Regions from separate parts of the Mus musculus genome. Here region 1 is linked to region 2. The links are chromatin contacts, called in public promoter capture Hi-C maps. All regions are on one chromosome and are shown on one strand. Each heading gives the region's core, a stretch centred on a gene start, on an enhancer-like site or on the middle of the called end of the contact. The rest is flanking DNA. Distances are from core to core; before and after follow the strand shown.

The links. Promoter capture Hi-C pulls out the DNA fragments that hold promoters and counts their contacts.
Region 1: a promoter capture Hi-C map of cranial neural crest shows a contact between it and region 2. The contact joins the promoter of Lag3 here to the promoter of Tatdn2 in region 2.

The regions. Positions count from the first base shown.
Region 1 is chr6:124,910,090-124,914,108 of GRCm38.p6, reverse strand. It overlaps Lag3 (lymphocyte-activation gene 3), which reads left to right and starts at 2,404. Exons shown (of 8, transcript NM_008479.2): 1 at 2,404-2,815; 2 at 3,198-3,345; 3 at 3,713-4,005. The coding sequence starts at 2,758. It overlaps Ptms (parathymosin), which reads left to right. Exons shown (of 5, transcript NM_026988.2): 5 at 1-434.
Region 2 is chr6:113,694,574-113,698,350 of GRCm38.p6, reverse strand. Tatdn2 (TatD DNase domain containing 2) reads right to left here and starts at 1,301. Exons shown (of 8, transcript NM_001347356.1): 1 at 750-1,301; 2 at 234-644. The coding sequence starts at 638. It overlaps Irak2 (interleukin-1 receptor-associated kinase 2), which reads right to left. Exons shown (of 13, transcript NM_172161.4): 13 at 3,325-3,777.

The DNA of each region.
Region 1 (4,019 bases), core at 1,155-3,654, about 11 Mb before region 2:
CCCCTTTCTCCTGGCTCCCTGCTCTGGCCCTGCCCCAGAGCTGTGACCCTTGTCCTTTGACCCAGCCTCTCATTTCCATCTCTCCAGACACTGCTCCTTCACCCTCACTGCCACCGGTCCAGCTCCTGACCCGCCTCATCTGAGCTCCCCAGCCAGCCCTCACTTGCCCTAGCATTCTTGTTCTTCTTTCCTGCCTTCCCTCACCATCCCATATGTTCCGGTCCCTGCGAAGCCTCTCCTTGCCCTCTACACCCCGAGCCTCTCAGCCTGCCCTTCTTTCTCCTGCCTGACCCCTGGGTCTCCCTCAGATTCCCTCCTCTCAGACAGCGCCAGGCCGGGGTGGGGCTGGGGTTGGGGCCAAGCCCCGAAGCTGCCCCCTCCCCTTTTTGTATAATTTAATAAAGAAACGGTCGCGCTTCTGTTTTTAACCCGTCTCCTGCTTTCCCGCAGTCCGGTCAGTGCATGAAAGGGTGTAGAGGGCGTGGCTGACCTCATACCCAGATTATAAGAGACATGGCCAGTCCTCGGAGTGGGAGCTCAAGGTCTTCCTCTGGGGGCTGACATACGTCCTGTTTTTGGGCTCCTGGGGAGGTTTCTCCTCAGCAGTGCACACTATATCATGTTAACTCACGTAAGATCTAGACTCTGCTGAGCCCAGTGGAAAGCTTCCAGCTCCATTGTGCTGAACCAGGCAGATAGAAACAGGAAGTCCTGCCCCCAAGGTGGAAGAGGCTGTTAGGCCCATGTCTCAACCTAGAGTTTGGAAAGAGAACTCCCAAGCATGGACACATTTTTGACTCGTGGGAAGCAGAGTTCTCATACATGGGCGGCAAAAGACTCCAGAGTTAGTTATCAGGCCTGTCTCCTTGTCATCGTCTTCATTTTCTCAGCTCAGCTGAGCTGGGGAGCAAAGGTTGTTGGGTTCCTCTAGCCTGCCTCAGTTCCTCTTGTTTTATAGTCTTACTACGCAGCCCTGGCTGGTCTGAAATTCACATAAAGCCACCTGCCTCTGCCTAGTAAGTACTGGGATTAAAGGTCTTTTTCCCTTTTTATTTTAAGTTTCATTTTGTTGGCATAGCATCTACTTTGTAGCCAGGGATGACCCTGAACTCATGGGCCCAAGCAAGCCAGCTTCAATTCACCCCACCTTCCAAAATCTTGACTTACACATGCCACTGTTGCTGACACCTTGGTCTCTCTTGAGTTTTCCTTGCTATAAGATTCCTGCATTATTCCATCTCCATAGACCCTTGCCTTCATTTTTTTCTTAAAGTACAGAATCTTGGGGAGGAGGGAGGTTTTGAAGACAGGAAAACATCCTATTGTCAGGGCTGGAAAGGCCGTTCTGCAGTTATGAGTGCTTGTTGCCTTTCAAGAAGACCTAGGTTTGATGTCGAGCATCCAGATGGGGCGGCTCCCAAAACACCTGTAACTCCAGTTCCAAGGAATCTGACACCCTCTTCAGGCCTCTGAGCATTCACACAGGGTGGGGAATTTATGTATACAGACACATAAATAAAAGTAGACATCTAAAACAAGTTTCCCAGCCGAATGTGGTAGGTGGTGCATGCCTTTAATCCCAGCACTCAGGAGGCAGAGGCAGGCGCATTTCTGAGTTCAAGGCCAGCCTGGTCTACAAAGTGAGTTTCAAGACAGCCGGAATACACAGAGAAACCCTGTCTCGAACTCCCCCCCCCCCCCACACACACACATAAAACCAAGTTTCTCAGTGTCATCTTCCTAGAAGATGAAAGGCCATCCCATAATGCAAGTAGGGTTAAGGACTAGACAGCTTTTGCCTTCATGCTTCCTAATGTTGGCAAGTTATTTAATGCCTGTGAGCCTCAAGTCCCGAAATCTGTACAAAAAGGGGCGCGCATCAAGTTTCACAAGTTGCTTTACGGAAAATGTATAATACAGTTATATGTAGCATAGAATGAAGGTTAACACCGTGTGGCTACTATACTTTTCCACTGAGCCCTTACCCAGATCTGGTAACTTGTGGTATGGTGACACTTCTTGAGTACCTGTCCAAGAGATGCTGAAAGGCTAGGCAGGCAGACTGTAGGACAGTGGCTTTTTTTTTTTTTTTTTTCAGTGTTAATGGGAAAGAGCAAGTCAAGAAGAAACTGTGGGGACAGTAGAGGAAGCTTAAAGATACAGCTGTAGTTCTAGGCAGAAATGCTTGGCAGAGAGAGAGAGAGAGAGAGAGAGAGAGAGAGAGAGAGAGAGAGAGAGAGGAGACAGAGGGGGAAGAGGTGAAGAGGGGGCGGTAGGGAGACCCGAGTCTGAGGAAGTAAACAAGGGGAGTGCCACCACCGAGAGGAGGGCTCGGCTGCTGGGAATCAGCCCCCTCACACTTTCCACTGCGAAGCGAAACCCCGCGCCTTGGTCTGGGGGGGCGGGCAGTGGGGAGGAGAAGCAGAAGGACTGGGTCTGGAGGAGCAGCTCAAGTTCTAGCTAGCTGCAGTGGGTTTGCCTGCACTCTGCTCTGGGTCCCAGCCCGGGCCTCTGATCATTATCCATCCTGCTGTCTCCAGTCCCCACTCCTGGGGCGTCCTCTTCACCCTACATTCTTTCCCTCCGCCTCACCTCCTCCTTGTAGAACTTCTCTCTCTCTCTCTCTCTCTCTCTCTCTCTCTCTCTCTCTCTCTCTGTGTGTGTGTGTGTGTCTGTCTGTCTGTCTGTCTCTCTCTCCTCCCAGGACCTTTTTCTAACCTCCCTTGGAGGGCTGGGGAGGCCCGGGCCATAGAGGAGATGAGGGAGGACCTGCTCCTTGGCTTTTTGCTTCTGGGACTGCTTTGGGAAGCTCCAGGTAAGGTGGAGAGTCCAGCAGGGACCTCTATGGCTGTCTCTTTAGCTGTGGTGATATTCCAATGCTTTTGTTGAGGGGAGGGGTGTGTGTGTGTGTGTGTGTGTGTGTTTTGAGACAGGGTTTCTTTGTGTTGCCCTGGCTGTCCTGGGACTGGCTCTGATGACCAGGCTGGCCTTGAATTTATAGTGATCCACTTGCCTCTGCCTCCCCAGTGCTGGGATTAGAGGCGTGCACCATCACTTTGTATAAGGGCAGATCCCAAAGCTGCCTCAGCCTCCCTTCAACAGGGAGGCATGATGTTTCTTTCTTAGGAAAGCCAGGGCATTTCTCTATTCTCCAATCTCTTGGCTCAATGCCCTTGGCCTCTCTTTTGTTCCACTAGTTGTGTCTTCAGGGCCTGGGAAAGAGCTCCCCGTGGTGTGGGCCCAGGAGGGAGCTCCCGTCCATCTTCCCTGCAGCCTCAAATCCCCCAACCTGGATCCTAACTTTCTACGAAGAGGAGGGGTTATCTGGCAACATCAACCAGACAGGTATGAACTCCAAAGTTGAACAACAGAACCTCCCAATCCTGTCCTAATGGATAAAACCCTGTCCAAGCCAGTTTTGTCCTCTTTGTGAGCCCCTCTAAAGCCAGTAGCTCAGTGTCCTCTAAAACCACACAGCCTTCCTGTGGATTGCTCCCCACACACCGGCATCCTGTAGTGCCCCACCTCTCCAGTAGCAGATAGTGCTGAAGACCAACGGAAGTGGGGACAGGGGTAGTTATGGGGGAGAGGGGAGGCTGCTGACGGTCAAGAGGTCTCTTAGGCAGGTTAACTTTATCCTCAAAGCATGCTTGAGTGCATCTTCTTCGTGGCCTTATCAAATTTCTCAATCCTATTCTCTCTCCCCAACCAGTGGCCAACCCACTCCCATCCCGGCCCTTGACCTTCACCAGGGGATGCCCTCGCCTAGACAACCCGCACCCGGTCGCTACACGGTGCTGAGCGTGGCTCCAGGAGGCCTGCGCAGCGGGAGGCAGCCCCTGCATCCCCACGTGCAGCTGGAGGAGCGCGGCCTCCAGCGCGGGGACTTCTCTCTGTGGTTGCGCCCAGCTCTGCGCACCGATGCGGGCGAGTACCACGCCACCGTGCGCCTCCCGAACCGCGCCCTCTCCTGCAGTCTCCGCCTGCGCGTCGGCCAGGCCTCGAGTAGGTGGGGCCGG
Region 2 (3,777 bases), core at 52-2,551:
ACCACAACCATTATCAGGCTTTCCTAGTAGTTCCAAATGCCACCAAGTTTGAAAACCCCCTCCATACTGAGCTCTACCCCTCAACACCCTCCCCCTCGCCCCCCCCCACACACACACCAGGCCCTCCACAGGAAAGATCTAATTTTTATTCTCTTCCCACCAAATGTCTTCTCTCCACCCCTCAAACCACGTGCAAGGGACTTCACTGTTTGCCAGACGTCGCTGCCACGTACCTTAACGCTACAAGCTTCCTTCCGTAGAGAAGCCATTTCTTCTAGAGAGGAGTGGGCAGGGTGCAGAGGGGACCCCTTGGACGTAAATAGTCTCCGAGGGCTCGCAATCAGGAAGCCAGGGGAAGCGGCCTCACCCACACCTGAGCCCGAAGAGAGAGAGGACGAAGAAGAGGAAGAGGAGGTGCGACGGCGGACTGAGCTCCGAGGAGCGCGGGCCACATCGTCCCCGCGCCGGACTTTCAGACGCTGGGGGCTGCTGGCCCCTCGAGGACGCGACGCACACCTGCGACCTGGCCGGCTGGAGGGGGCCACATTGCCGGGCTCCCGGGGGCGGCTGCGCTTGCTGGGACACCCTTCCGACGTGCTGCCCCAGTGATACTTGACCTTGCGCCGCTCCGACGCCATGGGCACCTGCCAGGGACAGAGGAACGACGATTGTAGCAGCAGCCTTGGCGGCTGCTCGCCTCACACCGCCGGGAAGCCGCTAGGGCAACGGCGGGAATCGGCCCCACTGACCTTTCCCGTTCCTGTCGTCTGCCCATTCCAGTGCTACGGGCTTCGGGGACGCCACAGCGCTCCGAGAAGCGTCCGCGGGCCGAGCGCCGAGCCCGAACAACGCGCAGCCCAAGTCCGCGAGCGCGGCTGTCAACAGCGCGCCACTCCCGAGACGCCGAGGCGCTTCCGGCGCGGCGCGGCGCGGTGCAGCGGTCTGCCTTCCGAAGCCCTGCGCGGGGGGCCGAGCGCGTGCGGAGCCGCCTTTTGGGCCGCACGCGCCCGCAGGCCCCGGACGCCAAGGGCGGGCCGCGGGCGGGGTGGCCGCTCGCCTCCCGCCGCCCCGTCCCGCCCCGGGCCTGAGGGAGCCACTGGCCTCCGGAGCCGCGCGCCGGAAGTCACCTCCGCTCCTCCAGCTGACCCGGCCCAGCGCCGCACCGCGCCCTCATCCAAGGCCTCGGCCCCGCCGCCTACTTCGCAACCTCGGCGTCAGCTCCGCGGAACCTGCCCAGCGGCCGGCGGCCGGCGTGCGGCAGGGGCGGAGCCGGCGTCAGGGACGGCGCCGATTGCTCCAACGGGAGAGGGGCGTGACTTCGGGCAAGACGGAGCGCGCCTGTTGGTCCGACGTTCTGGGGCGTGCCCCTACGCCTCACGAAGCTCTGTGGTTGGTTGGGAGCGATATGTGGCGGAGCTTCTCACGTGGCCCTGGATCCGCGCGAAGGGCCTGCTGGGGACGCCCGGGAGCCGAAAATACCGATGGAGGGTAACTTGGCGGGCCTCTTGGTACCGGACGCGCGTGCCAAACATTGTCACTCACTCACCTACTCACCCATCCCCCCTCCCCCTTTTTTTTTTTTTTTTAAAAAAAACAACGCAGGAAACTGTGGCTCGATAAAAACCAAGCGACACACCCAGAAAGTGACGGAATTGGGGTTAGCAGGCACAAGCCATACACACACAAAAAACAGAACCAGGCCTGCCGGATAGACCTGTAAAACCAACTGCTCAGGAAGAAGAGGCAGGACGATTGACAAAGTCCAGCCTAGACGTTTTAGAACCTGACTACAACTAAAAAAATTTTAATAGCGGGGGGTGGGGAGAACAGAGAGGTGCCTGAAGCAGCCATAGTAGCTCACATTGGTAATTCCATTTGGGTCGCTGAGGCTGGGGAACTGCTGAGTTCGAAGCCAGTTTGGGATAGCTAATGAGTTCCGATCAACCTAGGCTTCCGAGTGAGATCAAAAGAAAAGAAAAAAAAAGAGAGAGAGAGAGAAAGAAAAGAAGAGATATAACCCCACATCAAGAGAGCCGTAGGACAGAGGATCCAGAGTTCAAGGTCACCTCCTAACTTCTTGAGACCCTGTTTCAAACCTTCCCACACCAACCCCAGAAAAGGTAATGATTGCAGCTCAATAGCAGAGCACTTACAGGAGAAGCAAGCTTTTGATCCTAATCACCAAATTACCCAGGTGTCACACAAGTCTGTAAGTAATCGCAGCCCTCTGGAGGTGTTGGAGGGGAGGGTCAGGAATTCCAGACCAGCCTGTGACACTTAAAATGCCCCCGCCCCCCAGAACCAAAACAGTAAAGAAAAGAGTTTGTCCTACTACTTCATTCCCAGACTGCTCTTGGCCAACAGCTGTGGTGGCAAGAACTAAAGGCTCTCCACACTCAGCTGGCCTTCACTTTTTTTTTTTTTTTTAATTACCCAATGCAGGAGCCAAACCCATGGAATAGCACCTCCCATACTCAGAGTCTTCTGTCTTCAGTTCATCCTCTCGGTAAACTCCCTCCTAGTCACAGCCAGAGCATATCTAACTCCTAGAGGGTTGTTAACCCAAGTTCACAGTGAAGGTTAACCATCCCAGAAGCCATCTCTATTTGTTTGTGGGGTTTTTCTTTTTTTTTTGGGGGGGGGGGTGTCGTTTTGTTGTTTTGGTTTGATTTGATTCTTTCAAGACAGGCTCTCTCTGTGAAATCTTGACTGTCCTGGAACTAGGTCTGCCAACCAGGCTGGTCTCAAACTCATAAAATTCTGCCTGCCTCTGCCTCCCAAGTGCTGGGATTAGAGACACGTGTGTGCTGCCACCACCACCTGGCAACCATCCCTATTTGTAACAGTAAAAATAAAAGCAACTTTAATATCCATGAAGGGTTATACAAGTGCCCCAAGCCCTGCAAAGGTGGCATTGCTGATAAAAACCCTCCCTAAAGTGACAATGTACTAAATCACTGGCCACAACCATGAAGTCTTAAGTTCAAATACCAGGACCCACATAAAAGCTGGCTGTACAGCAAGGGTATATACAATCTAAGCACTTCTACATCAACAGAGATGGGCCAGCTAGCCTTGTGTAACAGCAAACTAAAATACATACATACATACATACATACATACATACATACATACCTTGTGGAAGAAGGATTGAAAACCCAAGTCATCTCTTGAGCTCCATATGCACATGGTTGTGTGCACACCACATGCACATACATAAATATGCATACATACATTGTACAAACAATACATACAGAAATGAAAGCAAAAGCAAGAATCCTTGAGCCAAACATATTCGGTACACAAATTCACCCAGACACAAAATTATAAGACAGCTGCTAGATTACAAACATTTTTATTTTGTCACTATAATGGAATTCTTTTTTTAAATAGTGAATTAGAAATAGCTTTGTTAGCCGGGCATGGTGGCGCACGCCTTTAATCCCAGCACTCGGGAGGCAGAGGCAGGCGGATTTCTGAGTTCGAGGCCAGCCTGGTCTACAAAGTGAGGTCCCGGACAGCCAGGGCTATACAGAGAAACCCTGTCTCGAAAAAACAAAAAAAAAACAAAAAAAAAAAGAAAGAAATAGCTTTGTTTTACAAAACATGTTTGCAACATGACTTTTCAAAAATATATTCACTTCATAAACATTTTCTACATGGCAGAGCCATGAACTACATACCTTTTACTCCATTGAGAACACAGAACAGATACATTTTCAAAGTGCTTCTGCAGCCGCTGCACCCATCCTCCCAAGAGCTGAATAGAGCAGCTCT